Regions from separate parts of the Gossypium arboreum genome. Here region 2 is linked to region 1. The links are chromatin contacts, called in public Hi-C maps. All regions are on one chromosome and are shown on one strand. Each heading gives the region's core, a stretch centred on a gene start, on an enhancer-like site or on the middle of the called end of the contact. The rest is flanking DNA. Distances are from core to core; before and after follow the strand shown.

What was found. Hi-C and Micro-C count contacts between places; a contact is called where the count stands out from the background.
Region 2: a Hi-C map of leaf shows a contact between it and region 1, with 2.1 times the contacts expected there. The contact joins the promoter of LOC108466727 here to the enhancer-like site in region 1. A contact is called at or near these places in 2 of 5 Hi-C or Micro-C datasets (both in leaf).

Annotation. Positions count from the first base shown.
Region 1 is chr2:26,757,629-26,760,934 of ASM2569848v2, forward strand. LOC108467243 (a long non-coding RNA gene) reads left to right here. Exons shown (of 4, transcript XR_008277510.1): 3 at 1-137. Among protein-coding and RNA genes, the nearest start is that of LOC108467243, 2.8 kb to the left of the region's middle. Within about 2 kb of position 1,678, at least 1 of the 2 cell types and tissues checked has an H3K27ac peak or open chromatin away from gene starts, as enhancers often do. A contact at or near this core is called in leaf, where this site is marked.
Region 2 is chr2:26,915,235-26,918,540 of ASM2569848v2, forward strand. It overlaps LOC108466727 (GATA transcription factor 4-like), which reads right to left and starts at 1,798. Exons shown (of 2, transcript XM_017767100.2): 1 at 1,376-1,798; 2 at 290-1,023. The coding sequence starts at 1,642. The coding sequence ends at 376.

The DNA of each region.
Region 1 (3,306 bases), core at 428-2,927:
AAAAAATTTGTAATAGTTTGTAGGCACTTCGAACAGAGTATTCTCCCGAAGGTTCCCCGCTCCACGTCAGGATATCAACATGAGGTTCTTTCACCAACGGGATGCTAAGGATCTTTTCTACTTCTACTTCTGGGAAGGTATTGACAATCAGCTTTCTCTTCCATTTCCTTTCATTAGAATCAATTAACTCAGCAACTTTAAAATCTGACAAATTAAAATTACTTGACGATAGTCTAAAGTTTCTTGAATCTGGAATCCAATTGTCATTAATAACGGAAATGATCGTACCCAAACCTACCTTCCAGCAAAATCCTCCTTCCAAAATACCCTTACTCGCCCATATACTCCTCCATACAAAAGTGCTATTATTTCCCAATCACGAGTTTAAAAAAAATCTTCTGGAAAATATTTTGCTTTAAATACTTGCGCAACTAAAGAATTTGGGTAATTTAAGAACCTCTATCCTTGTTTTCTTAGTAATGCGATATTAAATAGTCATACTCTCGAACCCCATTTTGCCTTCCTCTTTAGGACGACACAAATGTTTCCACTAGCACCATTGTATTCCTCTTTTCCCGTGGCCCTTTTGCCACGAAAATCTAGCACAAATATTTTCGATCTCTCCATATAATAAATTTGGTAGAAGAAAGCAAGACATAGCATACGTAGGTATTGCCTGTAGTACTGATTTAAAGAAGATCTCCTTTCTCCCTTACGATAGAAACTTAGTGACGCAGCATTTAATTCCCAGAGACCTTTTTTTTTTTAAATTTTGAAAAGATTCGATTTACCGTCTGCCTAGAACATTAGGGAGAGCCAAATATTTTTCAAGATTTGTTAAGCTTCTTATTCCTAGCATTGTTGAGACTTCTTTTTTTTTCTTCTTTTGTATTTGAGTTGTAGAAGATCGTTGATTTATTAAAGTTTACACATTGCCCTGAGCAGCTTTCATATTCCTTTAGTATCCCTTTCAAAATTGTCGCACCCCTAATTGTTACTTCACCAAACAAAATACAATCATCCGCAAAAAGTAGGTGAGATAACTCCGGCCCTCTTTTGCTTGCTTTTTCACCTTTTAGCAAACCCTCTACCATTTTTTATCTCATCAATGATGAAAGTTCTGCACTACGTATTAGAAAAAGAAATGGACTAAGGGGATTACCTCGGCTAAGCCCCTTTATAGGTTGAAAAGTTCCTCCCTTCTTTCCATTGATATTTACTACATAAGAGATTGTGGTAATGTATTTCATAATTAATACCACCCACTCCCTTGAGAAGCCTATTTGTAACAGTACTATCTTTATAAAGTCCTATTCAACTCTATCATAAGCTTTACTCATATCTAGTTTCACTGCCATATATTCTTTTCTCCTGTTCCCTTTTGTCGAAATCTGTGTAGAATTTCTTATGCTAAAAGCACATTATCATATATAAGTCTCCCTGTACAAAAGCGCTTTATGCTTTACCAATGTAGCTACCAATAACTTCTAGTAAACAATTTGCTAATATTTTTGCCACAATTTTATATATGACAGTACAAAAACAAATATGTCTAAAGCTAACTAATTTTGTAGGATTTTGGACTTTTGGAATAAGAATTTTATCAGTCATATTAAGAGAGTTGAAATTTTGGTCCCTATTCAGGATACCTAAGCAGAAGTTCTAAACATCTTTACCTATTATGCGGCAACACCCTTGAAAGAATAATACTGGAAAGTAAAAAGGTCTTGGTACTTTTGTAGGCCCCATTCCTCTTAAAGTTGTTTGCACTTTTTCTGCCGTAAAAGGAGATAATAAAGCTGAATTTAACTCAATAAAAAAATTTCCTTCAATGCCCATAAGAAGATTTGATGGGTCTTCAACTCCATTTTTCATAAGAAGCTCCTGAAAGAATGAAGTAATAACCTCTTTAATCTCTGAATCATTAGTAATTTCCCTTCATACAATTACAGCCTATAAATTGTGGTAGATAGTCTACAAATTTAGGCGCATTAGTGAAAAAAGGCTGAATTTTTATCCCCAAGCAGAATCTAATTTGCTCTTGCCCTTTGTTCCCAGTATATTTCATCTTTATTAATCTCCATATTAAGATGAATTGTAGTATCAATAATTTTAGCCATTGTTTCATCATACCTTTCTTTCTCTAACAAAACTGAGAGTTCCTTTTTTAACTTTCTTTTTAGTCCCTCTCTACCTCTTTTAATTGTGCTTGCCCATCTCTTCAAACAAAACAATAATTTTTGAAGTTTCTCTATTAACGTCCGTGTTGAGGATTCCCATGATAACTTTACCTCTTGTTCGAAAGACTCTTCCATGGTCCACCACTTCTCAAATTTAAATTTTAGACTCCCTGTAAACATGATTCCATTGTTTGTATTTAAAACGAGAGGGCACTGACCCGACATTGAATAGGGTAGATGTTGAAGACTTACCATTTGAAACAGATTCATCCATTTTTTCATTTGTAACTACCCTATCAAGTCTCTCTTTTATTTTTATTTTTGGCAAGTTCCCCTTTTCCCATGTGAACCAAACCCTCGAGTAACCTATATCCATAAGCTAGCATTCCTCTAAAACCTCTTGAAAGGCTTTCATTCTCCTCTGCTCTATATGAATTACTCCAATTTTTTCAAAGGAGTACATAATCTCGTTAAAATCACCACTTACTAACCAAGGATGGTTGTTTTCTTGGCCCAATTTTCTTAGTAGATTCCACAAAAAATTCTTATGGTTCGAATAAGGTGAACCATAAAACCCCGTAAACTGCCAATCTTCTTTAGTAGAATCCTCTTTTATGATTACATCAATGTGGTTCTTAGAAAAACTTCTCAAATTAACCGTGATATCTCCTTTCCAAGCTAAACACTGTCCACCACGAGAACCTTCAGTTTCAATGTCAATCCCATTCATAAATCCACAGCTCCTTCTAACTTGTTCCATAAGTTTTTTTTTTTAAACAATTTTAGTCTCCATTAAGAAGACCATATGGGGATTATGTTGCTTTAACAAATGCCGCAGCCTCCGTACCGACCCTGGACTCCCCAACCCACGGACAGTCCAATATATGTTTTTCATTGCGCCCGGTCGGCTTGCCATTTGGCAGCTGACGATCCTAAACTGTTGGGAACATCATTTTGTTTCAAATTTTCATTCATCATACCCATGGGAACTTTTGCTCGGTCAATTATTCCTTTTTATTCTAATCTTTTTACTCCATCTTCATATGAAAATTCTGTGTTGTTATCTCCTTTATCAAATTTTGGAAATTTTCGCTTCCCCATAGTGCTTTCATCCCTTCTTTTATCT
Region 2 (3,306 bases), core at 548-3,047, 160 kb after region 1:
TTGAAGTTTGAGTATTAATCCACAAATTAGTTTAATATTTAACTAATTAAAAATACCTTTATTTTTATAATAAAAAAAGATGAGTAAGGGTTGTTTTGAAAACCAGATATTAATTGCTATATTTTGTATTATGATGTTGATTTTTAATTTAAGTATATATAAAGGAATTTGAATTTTGATCCTTAAAAGAAAACGACTTCAATTCTATTTGTTCATACCGTCGTTTTTAGGAAATGTTTCTCTTTAATATTACTTCACATATTTAAAATTCGAATTTTTTCTAGATCCATTTAAAAAAAAAAACTACAAAATTCTTTTTTGAAGTCCAAAATTTAGGAAAGGAGATACAATTTCTTTTTTGGGTTGAAATTATAACTAAATCATGTGCCTAAAATGGGGCACACCATGATGATGGATCAAGAAATCATCAGTACCACCACCACCGTTGGATATGCCGAAAATCGAAGTTTGACTAAGGAACTGTTGGTGCTGTGCTCTTTGCAAATCCTTTTGCCTCCTAAGCTCCAAAACTTTCCTATGCGAATTCGAATGCTTCGTCGACACAAATGTCGGGCTCGCCGCGGGTCGGTATTCAGATACCAACCGACCCGACTTATACCTCACCCCACACGCATTACAAAGTGTTTTCGGACCCATTGGACCCGTTCTCCATTGCGGGGTCTTCTCCGCCGCACAATGCAAACATTTACGACCCGAAGACTCCGGGTTGGCGTTGGAGTTCTCCCTTTTCTTCTGGCCCATGGATTTCGGGATGAGGTGGAGCACCCGGGTGGACCAATCGCAAGGTGGTGCCCGTGAACGCTTAGACCGGGCCTTCGCCGGGTGTGGAATGTCGTGTTGGAAAATCAGGTTGTTGTCGGATCGGGTGGATGAAGAGGATGATTCGGGCGTGGGTGATTTTGAGGTGGCCAATATCTGGAGGTTGCTTTGTAAATTCTGATCTGTTGAGAAGGAGTCTTCTACGAAATTCGAGAGCCATTCAAGTTCCGCCAAATCATCATACTGCAAAACCAAAATGTTTACTACTTAAATAATTTCACTTCATTTCTGATTCAATTTACTTTAATAATCTCTTTATGAATTTTATTTATTTCTTTATTCCACATACAAATTATAAATCTATTAAAAGAAAAATTAGGAAGTCTAATTTGATAATTGTTCAATTGATTTCAGAAGAAAAGAAGTGTTTATTTATCCATTTTTACACTTTTATCTTAAAAATGATAAATGTCTACAAGTTGAAAATATTTTAAGTACGACTCGCCAAAACAAATTACTTGAGTACGTGAAAACAATCTTTTACCATGCAAAAATAAGGGGGGAAAAAAGCTAATAGAACATTTCGGTTAATTACCGGGACGCAGAGTTCGCCGGAGAACTGAGAGTGGTGAGGGACATTAGCGGAGGAGAAGTGGTTATCGCCTCCCGTAGTGACGGTGGAGGAATCGGTGGAATTGGCGGCCACATTGTCGAGGAAACAGTCGCTGATAATAGCATCTTCATTGGAGAAGTCAAGGAGGTCGTCCACCGTGAAATTCTCTGGTAGCTTTTGCTCCGGCAAGAAACCGTCGCCTGCTGCACCATCGTAATATCCTCCGACGAAGAAGTCCGCCGCCTCCATTAAGCCGTACAATGTACAAGTACCTATATGGTTGGCGTAAGAGAGAAAAAGAAGCAAAAATTTAAACAGAGTTTAGAGAGAGAGTGAAGAGTGAAGAGGCAGGGTGGGTTTTGAGGAGTGAAAGGAAGGGCAGAATTGCAAATAGGAGGAAATGGGAGCATCTTTTTACTTGCAAAAGGGAATTGATTTAATTATAAACCAGAAGTGACTTGCAAGTTGCTTAAAGTAAGTGATTATTTATTTAGAATTAAACTATGTTTATTTTCCGTTGTTATCGGAAGGTAAATTTATTATATATATATATATATATATATATATGTTTAGTTTTATAAAAGTGATAGAAATAGGTTATTCATTGTTTTGGATTTGGTTTTTTTTTTTTTGTTATAAAAGTAAACATATCAATGCTTTAGACTAATTTGAGTAATTGAGGAATTTTAGAGTTAAAAGTGATTGAGCTTAACTTCAAAACTAGGTAATTAAACCATCTTTTTTTTACTTCAAACAGGTTAATTTCAAAGGTAATGTAAAAAAGATAAATAAAAAATAAAAAGGCAGCCATCAACAAAAATTTTAACATTAAGAAAAAGAGTCAAAGCAACAAAGTGAAAGGTATATCTTAGCATAATTGTGGCAGCTGTCACTTTAAAGGGTAACAGCTAGGCCACATACAAGCATTGTCCTTGCCCCCTTTATAATTTAAACTACCTTCCTTCTTCATTACTAATTATTCACCAAACAATATAAATATTTATCCAAATTACTAAATTTATAAAATATTTTAACTGGGTGAAGAGACTTATGGATATTTTAATGTGTCTTTGGATGACAAAGCTTACTCACTCTTTTTAATGTAATGTTAATATTTATGATTATTTTGTTAGAATAAATATTTTTTAAAAAATTAGATTATTTTCTAGGAAATTTGAGTTACTATTTCTTTTTGAAATTTCTTACAAATTTTAAATTTTTATTTATTAAAATAAGTGAATTCATTTTTAATTTTAAAATTCTTGAAGATATTTTAAAATTTTTAACACTATAAATTATGTACACATACAAACATAATTAAGAAAGATGTAATACGTGTATAGTTCTTATTGGCAATGAAATTAACCTTGACATTGTTGATAATTAATGAAGTATATAAAACCTAAAAGGCTAAAGAATCTATCTTTTTGTAGCTGTGAGTGTCCAAGTATACCGTCCTTAATTATTAATATTTTTTTGAAAATTGTGCAATTTAATCCTTTTAATTTAATCTTTTTAATTTAATTTTCTTCTTAGTTATTAGGTTAATTAACTGTGCTTTTTTCTACCTCCTATTCCACAATCATAACCATATGTTTTATTCCTTAACCCACGTTTAAGCACGATGGTTACAGCTCACCTTTACCCAATCAAAAAAAGGAAAAAAAGGGTCATGATCTCATCCTCCTTTTTTAACCAATTTTGGTATAATCAGATGTATTCTCCTCTGTTTTAATCTCGGATATTTAAAAACAAATTTATTGTCACTTTTTTCGATCCTATTCTCTCATTTTATAACAGGATAATTTATTAAATTTTGTCAAGGCAAATAAGATTTTTAGGCCAACTTTTATTTTTAATTAGGGTTTTAGGTCGATTTTTAAATTAATTAGGGATATAGGTTAATTTAATTA